2 separate regions of the Mus musculus genome follow, and region 2 is linked to region 1. The links are chromatin contacts, called in public HiChIP or PLAC-seq maps. All regions are on one chromosome and are shown on one strand. The core of a region is the stretch at or near the end of the contact, and the rest is flanking DNA. Distances in the headings are between cores, read along the strand shown. Region 1 has its middle 17 kb from the start of Gm34434. Region 2 has its middle 46 kb from the start of Selenof.

Region 1 (4,369 bases), core at 1,009-3,508:
GTCGATGTCTCTCCGGAGCTATGACAAGGACACTTGTCCCCGAGCTCCCCAACCCACACTGCACAATACAAAAGGGACATCCTGGGTGCACAGCAGAGGGCAGAATCAACTTGTGCCAAAGATGCCATCTCTTGACAGTGGGGCAGTGCTCTGTGCACTTGGGACGTCCACTGTGAAGTCATGGAGAAGCCAACAGCACCATCCCTTTCTGGCGTGTCCTCTGCTCTGAATCTAGCCCCAGAAAAGGGGTCTCATTTCTGCATATTTCTTCTAGCAATTCAGTCCAGGTAATTAAGTTGCTAAGCACACATACACACACACACACACAACATGCGCATACTTATAAATATGTATTTTATCTGAAGCACTATGTATAAACACTTATGTCGAAGGAGTCTATAGCTTCTAATTGGGCCACCGTCTCAAAATAATCAAGCTGGTCTTAATAACACTGCTTGAGGCTGGCTAGCAAGCAAAGAGGCTTCCTCAAGGAAGGTATTACTAATCCGTGGTTTTCACACTTACAGCCTCATTCATAGCATTAGTAAACGGCCCAGGGACCAGAGGATAGGGCACCCAAATGAGCTGTGAGAACCATCTCTGTCCACCTGAGACAGGCAGCTCTCGGAGCTACAGAGTGCTCACAGTTCCAAGTTGAAGAAGGGTTTGCCCGTCTCGGAAAGGATCCCGGTGGAAATTCAATTGAGTCCACTGGCTTCATCCGTGGACCAGCGAGGCTCCCTGTAGCATTTGAAGGTTCGCCCGTTTTGGCAGCTCTGAAGATCAAACCCAGCACCTGCTAGGCTGACAGTGTAGCACTGAGCTCCATTCCAGTCCTGCTATTTCAAGTCTTGAATCAAAAGCAGGCATTCCCTAATAGCACACGGATAATCCTGCAGAAGAAACCGGAAATGTAGATAGACTCTTCTGTTTCAGCAATAGAGGCTTTTATAGGTAAAGGGATATGTGGGTTTGAGCCGAAGGGTGTTTGACCAGGTCTCCCACCGTTGCACTGATTTCCACACAAGGCAATGGTAAGAATGTGCCGCCACAGGCAGAGTCACCCTAGTGGTATCACAGTGCAATTGCATCTGGTGTCTCATTTCAGAAGGCAAGGATCTGGAGAAAATTCCATTGTGGGAATAAGGAAGCCAGTATGCTCACATGTTTTATCTCCTATGCATGGCCACATCCTCTCTGATAGCCTCTCTTCCACCCTGGGGGCGAATTAAAAACATGGTATATAAAACGTGCCTTTCAATTTTTCTGCAGTTTGGTAAAAGTCTGGGCCAAGGTCTTAGACTTGGTAGCAACTGGTACTGTTTACTGAGTCCTTTTGATTTGCCACTAGGGTTATTTTAGTATAGATCAAACTTCCTGTGGGTTAGGTAGTGGCAGGGGACAGATGCTGGAGACATTAAGCATGTGATTGGCCAGAAGGGTGAAGCAGAGGCCAGAAGATGGCTACATGGCATCCCTGGTCTTGTAACCCTTCCTTCCTTTTCTCTTTCTCTTCTGCCAACTCAACCCTTCGTTTTCTGCCTATCACGCCTTTGATCTCGCAGTCAAAGTGCGTGTTGGAATTCTGTCGCTGGGTTTGTGGTCCCAGCCAACAGCATCACCCAGCCCTGCTCTAGCACCGATGTCATAAATCCAGAAGAATTTCTAGGGAAGGAAAAAAAAAACCTGTTCTGAAGTCGAGTTGCTACCATTTCGACATCCTGACAAGTGTGCCCTTGTGTGCTTTCAGCTTAAAGGAGGCAGGAATGTACCAACCGCCCCAGAATTCATGTCATGTTCTCAAGAGTACAAAAGACAAGGCAGCATGGGGTGGGCTGGGAGACATCTCCACTCCAGTGTGTCCTCCATCAGCTCTCCGCAGGGAGGTATTCTGAAGGAACACAATGGTGACCTATAGGCTCAATATGATTAGAGTTTCAATAGTGGAAGATAGAGGACCGTCAGTGAAGAGTAGGAGCTCTGTAGTAGAGTGCAGGGATCGATCGAGTCTGTGGGCCCAGGAGTCTAAATAGCTGCCTGAATGGGGCAAAGGATATGGTGATGCAGACAGGAAGGCCAGAGGACAGCAGGTGACCCGGAGAAACCACCTTGTGATTTGAAATGTAACAGGGAATCCCGGTTCCCAGGAAAGAGAACCGAAGTGAACAGAAAGTTGAGAAAGCCCGACTCCAAGTGGTGTACTGGGCATCAGGGAGGGGTGGGACACACAGTGCCTGAAGCTAGTGACAACCGGGCTGCTGTTACCCCCCAACTACAGCATAGTCCCAGGCAGGCAGTGCGCAGGAGCCGTGGGGGTTTTGACGGCCTCTTGCTCAACACGCAAACCTTTAGCTGATGCCAATCAAAGCAAATGAGTAATTAATAATCGGGCAGGGAGCGACTCCGGGGAGAGGAGGGTAACAGAGGACAAAAGAGCTTAGCCCATTGGTGTTTCGAATGCTGGGTCGTAGCCACAGGGCGAATTCCCCCTCGCCCAGCAGTGCAGCACATGAAGGTCCTAAGACAGGATGGAGGGAGGAATCTGGTAGAGGCAGCTGGTGGAAAGCCAAAGGATTTCCCAGGGCCACGCGCGTCCTAGCCAGTGGACAACGTGTCTCAAATGTTCCTGTGGCGCCACCTAGTGTCCAAGGCTCAGAGGATGCCCAGGCAAAGGCTTCAAACTCAGGCCAGATCTAGGACCTCAGAGTCAGAACTTCAATCTTTAATGTTATGAGGCAGGTTGGGGTAGGAATGGGGTGTCTCCTGGCTGTGGACAGACCAATGACACTCTCCAGCTGGGCAAACGCCCGTGTAAAATCTCTTCTGCTGCCACTAAATCTAAGTAGCACATTTGCCAGAAGGTACAGGAAAAATGACACTCCCTTTCTGAGACCATGAGGTGATGTCTGGTTTTTCCTCAATACAATGGCAAGCCGGTTATTAATTCATCCAGACAAAAAAATATAGATGCTGTCATCGTATAAACATGAGTCCCTGAGCAGAATGGGGCCTCAGGCCATCAGGGGGTGCAGCATATGAAGTGTGCTGAACTCTGGGACAAAGGACAAGATCACTTTGTTGAATGGAAAATGGGAGATGAGAGAAGACCCTGAAGTGGAAAGAATGAAACCTGGGAGCCAGGATGTGCTTTTAGAGTTCTGGCGTTGGCCCTGCTCGGTTATCTGTGTGACCTTGACCAAGGGAAACGGTGTTCCTCTCTCCCAACAATGCTGCGAGGCTCAGATTGTGGGTTTCCCTGAACAGACGAGGAAATAGCGGCTCCAGGAGTTTATCCAAGGTCAGGCCCAGGTCGGTGGCCACACCAAACTTCCAACCCACATCTGCCCAAAGTTCACAAACATGTTCCTCTGACAAGTCCCAGGCCCTCTGGGCTGTGATTCTCTGTCTATACCAGGAAGGGGTCCACTCCAGAAATAGCAAACTGTGATTATAGGGTTTCATCGGTCCCTTAAAACTCTGTTTTAGTGCACACAAGCCCCACAGTGATAACAAAAGGGCCTTTTAAAAGGATTTATCCATCTATAAAAGCTACTGGGTTTTATTTCCCAATATGGGCAAAGAACACCAAAACAAATGTGTTAGGACATCAAATCCCCTTTAAAATTTAGGGCAGGGAAAAAAGAGACTCGGAGTATATTAGGGGGTAGCGATAGTGTGGTGTCCTCAGCAGTGGGACTGGGTCCTCAGCAGGGTCCAGCTGCAGGCATTGCTTATCGGGAGCCAGTGGCCTCCCAGGCTAATTGCATTCTGACGATTGTTTAGCCTTGATAAACACAGCAGTTTATCTGGCTACCGGTTCGGATCTGGACAGAAGCAGATGGAGCACACTTGCAATAACCTCAGAGATAAAACTTTCCTATCTCAGGCAGTTGATCTCTTCCTTCAAGGGTCATATTGTCCAGCAACGGCCACCTCTGAAAGAAGGAAGTGGGGGCAAGCCAAGTGTGCACAGTGGCAAGCCAAGTGGGCCTTGCTTGTCTATAACTACCCTCCCTGCTAACCCTACAGTTAACCTGCCCAAGACATCAGACGAGTCAGTAAATAAATGGAGGAAATGCGAAACGGGACCCCGAAGCCAAGATCCTCTAACACAGCCCGCTTTAAAATGAATCCTTCCTCAACTTGCTTTGGTAAAGGAAGGGAAAGTGAAAGCTTACCAACTAAGACAGGAAATGAACTATAGCTCAGAAGCTCCCAGGCACTGCTAGGCCTCAAACTCACCATGTGACCAAACTCAGCACCATAGTGGACTGAGCTAAATAATGTCTAAGACCTTCTGGACCTATTGCCTAGCCCTCAATTAGATGAGCCCTTCCATGTCTCACATGTAAGGTAGCAACCAAAAGTT
Region 2 (3,916 bases), core at 936-3,435, 220 kb after region 1:
TGCTCAAGACTTTGCAGGTGCACCCTACCCCACGCCTGCTCTGCTTCTCTGGGGAGATTTAGTGGCAGTTATGTTTCAACTTCCTTGGCAGGATCACGCGCCCTCAAACACGAGCCACTGCAGAATAGACTTAGAGCAAGAATGGCTGCCCCGAAAGTTTCCACTTGGTGATAGGAGTGATAAATTAGTCTCTTTACCATTAGGTAATCTGTAACATGCCAGATTAATTAAGGTCATATTTTATCAAATTGAAGCTTGTATCAGAGCCCTTTCCAATGTTGTGATATAAATCTCAAACTGGCCTAATCCGGAAAGGAAGTGAGCAGCAGCCCTAACTGAAGAGTCCAGTGGTGTCTGGCTTTCCATACAGCCTCAGAGAAGAGAGATCATTAGCCCATTGCCTGACTTTTTTATAAGATTAATTTTTATTTTTACTTATGAATGTGTGTCTCCCACATGTATGTGGGTACCTGCAGAGGCCAGAAAGGGTGCAGTATTCCTTGGATATGGGATTATCAACTTCCTGATGTGGGTTCTGGGAACTGAACCCAGGCCCTATGGAAAAGCATTCCGCCCTGAGCCATCTCTCCGGGCCCCATCAAGTGCTCCTGTAAATAGTTTTAGTGGCACGAAGCCACGTAACTTCTTTACACAGTGTCTAAGGCCGCTCTCAAGCCATAATGCGTTGGGTCCTCGCAGGAATGATCTGATATATTTATGATCCTGCCTTTTCCAGTAAAAGCTTGCCAGCCCCTGGCTCCAGGGCTCGGATGATGTCATCAGGATTCTCAAGCCATCCATTGACTACATACAGTCTTTCTCCCGGGTGACCTTGCTCTCAGCTTCTTTCAGTTCTGATATTCCTTCCTGCAAATAGCCTCAGTTGAAAGATCATTTCTTTTCTGGTAACTCTTTGAAAAGCCCTTGAAGTGACTCTCATTGGCTATTTGGATGAGATACTCATCCTTCGATTGATGATCAACAGGGAGGAGGAATTATCCCACACGGCTTGCTCTGAGTTATCTGTCTAGCCCTGGTGGGGTTGGGGCCAGCCACATCCAGGACACATGGAGAGAGAATGATGGAGTGACCCTCCCAAAGGCAAAACAACAACAACAGCAACTAGCATCTCCGGGATGAAACCTCTCCTCCACCTCAAGGCTGGACACAGTCTAATCTTGGACAGTTCTCAGGATGTGTTAATGAGACTTGTGTGTGTGTGTGTGATCTCAGACCCCAAGGCAGTCCTAGTAATGACAATGACCTGTTATTGATGAGTTTTGATGCCAGACTACAGTAAGCATTTAATTAGAATTATCTTATTTATTCTCCAGACAACTATAAACTAGGTGTTTTTAACTTCTACTTTACAAATGAGAGGTTTAATAAAGGCCTGCTCGGAGGAAGCGGGGTGCTAAACAGCAAGCAATGGTGCAGCTTTATTGCGATTATTGTTATTAGAACGGCAGCAGAAGTCGTTTGTATCTGACCAACCTGAAATCAAGTCCTGGCTCTGTTCTCAACCCTAGGATTCACAGCTAGACAGTAAGTTACAAAAAGAGAAGGATCATGTTTGTCCTCAACCCTGGTCTTGTCAGTATGTCCCCAGTAGGCACACAGTAAAACACCCTCACAAACTTATATTAATGAGTTACAATCTCTAAGCCTGAAATTTTAAATGTGAAATATGCAAAATACATACACACACATAACTCTGGAAGAGATTTCATGATAGAGCACACACCGAACACTTGGGTTGGTGCCGGGTGTTATTTGCTGGCCCTCAATAAGTGTCCAATAAGTAGCAACAATTGCAGCGATTTTTCGAATACTTAACCACACCCTGTAATGCACAGATTGGCTCATCTGATTCTCAAGCCCCTGCCTCCACACTACAAGTGAACTGAGTCTGTATTCTTCCTTTGTCCTGAGTACTGAGGGTGTGTCCCGCCCTCTCACCAGTGAATCCAACTCTTTCTATTAACTCCCAGGACTCTGAGGCATTTCATTCAAGTTCTGCGAAATGATGGCTTCTCCTTTTCTCTCCTGCATTATTGGAAGAAATAAAAGCATCTTTCTTCAAAAACACAATGAAGACTTTTCTCTCAGCCCTCCTTCTCTTTCCCCCATTATTTCCAGAGAGCAAGGTTGGGTTGTAGGAGGCTCTGTTGCCTGGCAGGAGGCTGTAATTCACAGAGAGCCAACAGCTGGAGCCAGCCAGGCCCTGGCCTCACCAGCCCTCCCTCCCTGCTCCAGTAGGCTCTTCTTTCCCAGAATTGCCTGCTGCCATCTGCTGGCCATATGATGTCACTGCACTGATATCTCCTAAGTGTCTGAAGGAGCCTTCTTTCGGCTTCCCAGTATCTTCAGGATCCTCTGGTAGACAGTGCTTTCAGGGGGCATCTGGTAGACAGACAGTGCTAGCAGGGAGGGCAACAGAGAGTTTCGAGGTAAGGTGCTTGGGCCAACATGGCTGGGAAGAAGAAACTCACAGCTCAAACGAGGGAAGCTCAAACCATGAATCCTCCTTCCCTCTGACAAACACGCTTTCTTGCTCAGAGCCACCTGTTTGTTATCCCCAACCCATCTCCCACCCAACAGCACCCTGTTATTCTCTCAGCCACACCAGTAGCTCAAATAAGCTGTATTGCCACAGCAATCATACTACTTAATTTTTTTTCAAATAGTTTCCTGTGGAAAAGTTACAAGAATAGTTACAAAGAATTGCCCTACATCCTTCTTCCAGCCAAGTCCACTTAAGATTTTCCGGTGGAATCGGCAGCTTTTTATAAGCAGAGGATTCAAGCCAGGATCACACATTTTTTCTGCTTCCCATGAGTCTCAACGTCTTCCTCATTTGGAACATTCCTGACTTCTGCTTCTATTTTAGACTTCGGGATAGATGCTGACATTGTAAGCAGTTCCAGCCAGAGCTGTAGAGTGCCTTCAGTCCGTCTGATGCTGGCTAGTCAGCTTATGCATTATCAGCTAACACGTTAACACGTTAACCAGTCATTTCACGGCACTGACTCTGGTGACCCACGCTGTTTCCTGTGGTATGGCTTTGGATCACTTTGATGTGATTGTCTGTGTGTATGTCTGTGAATGGCACCCTAGGAGGTCAGAGGAAGTTGTCAGTCCCCTGGAACTGGAGCTACACATGGTTGTGAGCCACTGTGTGGGTGCCTGGAATTGAACTTGGGTCATCTGGAAGAACAGCCGGTGCTCTTGACCACTGAGTCATCTCCTGGCCCCATCAGCTTGGTTTTTATAATACAGTGCAGGACTACCACGTGCCAGGGGAATGGTGTCTCAAACAGTGGGCTCTCCAACTTCAACTAACAATTAAGATCATACCCTACAGACATGCCCCTAGGTCAGTCCAATACAGAGCAATCCTCCAGGTCCTTGGGTGAGAGTTCCTCTCAGCTGACTCTAGGGTGTGTCAGAGCTAACTACTTAAAGCTAACGGATAAAACTAACTAGGATGTTAGTCTTGCCATAGCTCGTGGCCCTGCTGGACCACTGCCTCTTCTGCTTGGCCTCGCCTGATACCTTTTTCAGACAGTTAGGGGAGGGGGTAAAAGGGAGAAAATGAAAAAAATACTGTGTTTTAAGAATAGAAAAAGGATGCCGGGTGTGGTGACACACGCCTTTAATCCCAGCACTTGAGAGGCAGAGGCAGGCAGATTTCTGAGTTTGAGGCCAGCCTGGTCTACAGAGTGAGTTCCAGGACAGCCAGGGCTACACAGAGAAACCCTGTCCCGAAAAACCAAGAAAAAAAAAAGAGAATAGAAAAATGTGCCCATTCTTGCCACTATTGTCGATCATGTGACATACAATTAATACCATGGATTACTGGAGGTACGATCTCCACAGACATGTCCACCTCGAGAAGACAATGACCGTGGCTCAT

The links. HiChIP or PLAC-seq counts read pairs in DNA pulled down with a chosen protein or histone mark.
Region 2: a contact with region 1 is called in a CTCF HiChIP or PLAC-seq map of CD8 T cells, with 6 read pairs. The contact joins two enhancer-like sites. A contact is called at or near these places in 1 of 15 datasets of contacts at CTCF or cohesin (CD8 T cells), 2 of 484 Hi-C or Micro-C datasets (CD4 T cells and the N1E-115 cell line) and 3 of 115 datasets of contacts at active chromatin or transcription factors (bone marrow-derived macrophages, embryonic stem cells and extraembryonic endoderm stem cells).

What each region holds. Positions count from the first base shown.
Region 1 is chr3:144,397,298-144,401,666 of GRCm38.p6, forward strand. No RefSeq gene overlaps it. Among named protein-coding and RNA genes, the nearest start is that of Gm34434, 17 kb to the left of the region's middle. Within about 2 kb of position 2,259, at least 51 of the 459 cell types and tissues checked have an H3K27ac peak or open chromatin away from gene starts, as enhancers often do. A contact at or near this core is called in CD8 T cells, where this site is marked.
Region 2 is chr3:144,614,941-144,618,856 of GRCm38.p6, forward strand. No RefSeq gene overlaps it. Among named protein-coding and RNA genes, the nearest start is that of Selenof, 46 kb to the left of the region's middle. Within about 2 kb of position 2,186, at least 67 of the 459 cell types and tissues checked have an H3K27ac peak or open chromatin away from gene starts, as enhancers often do. A contact at or near this core is called in CD8 T cells, where this site is marked.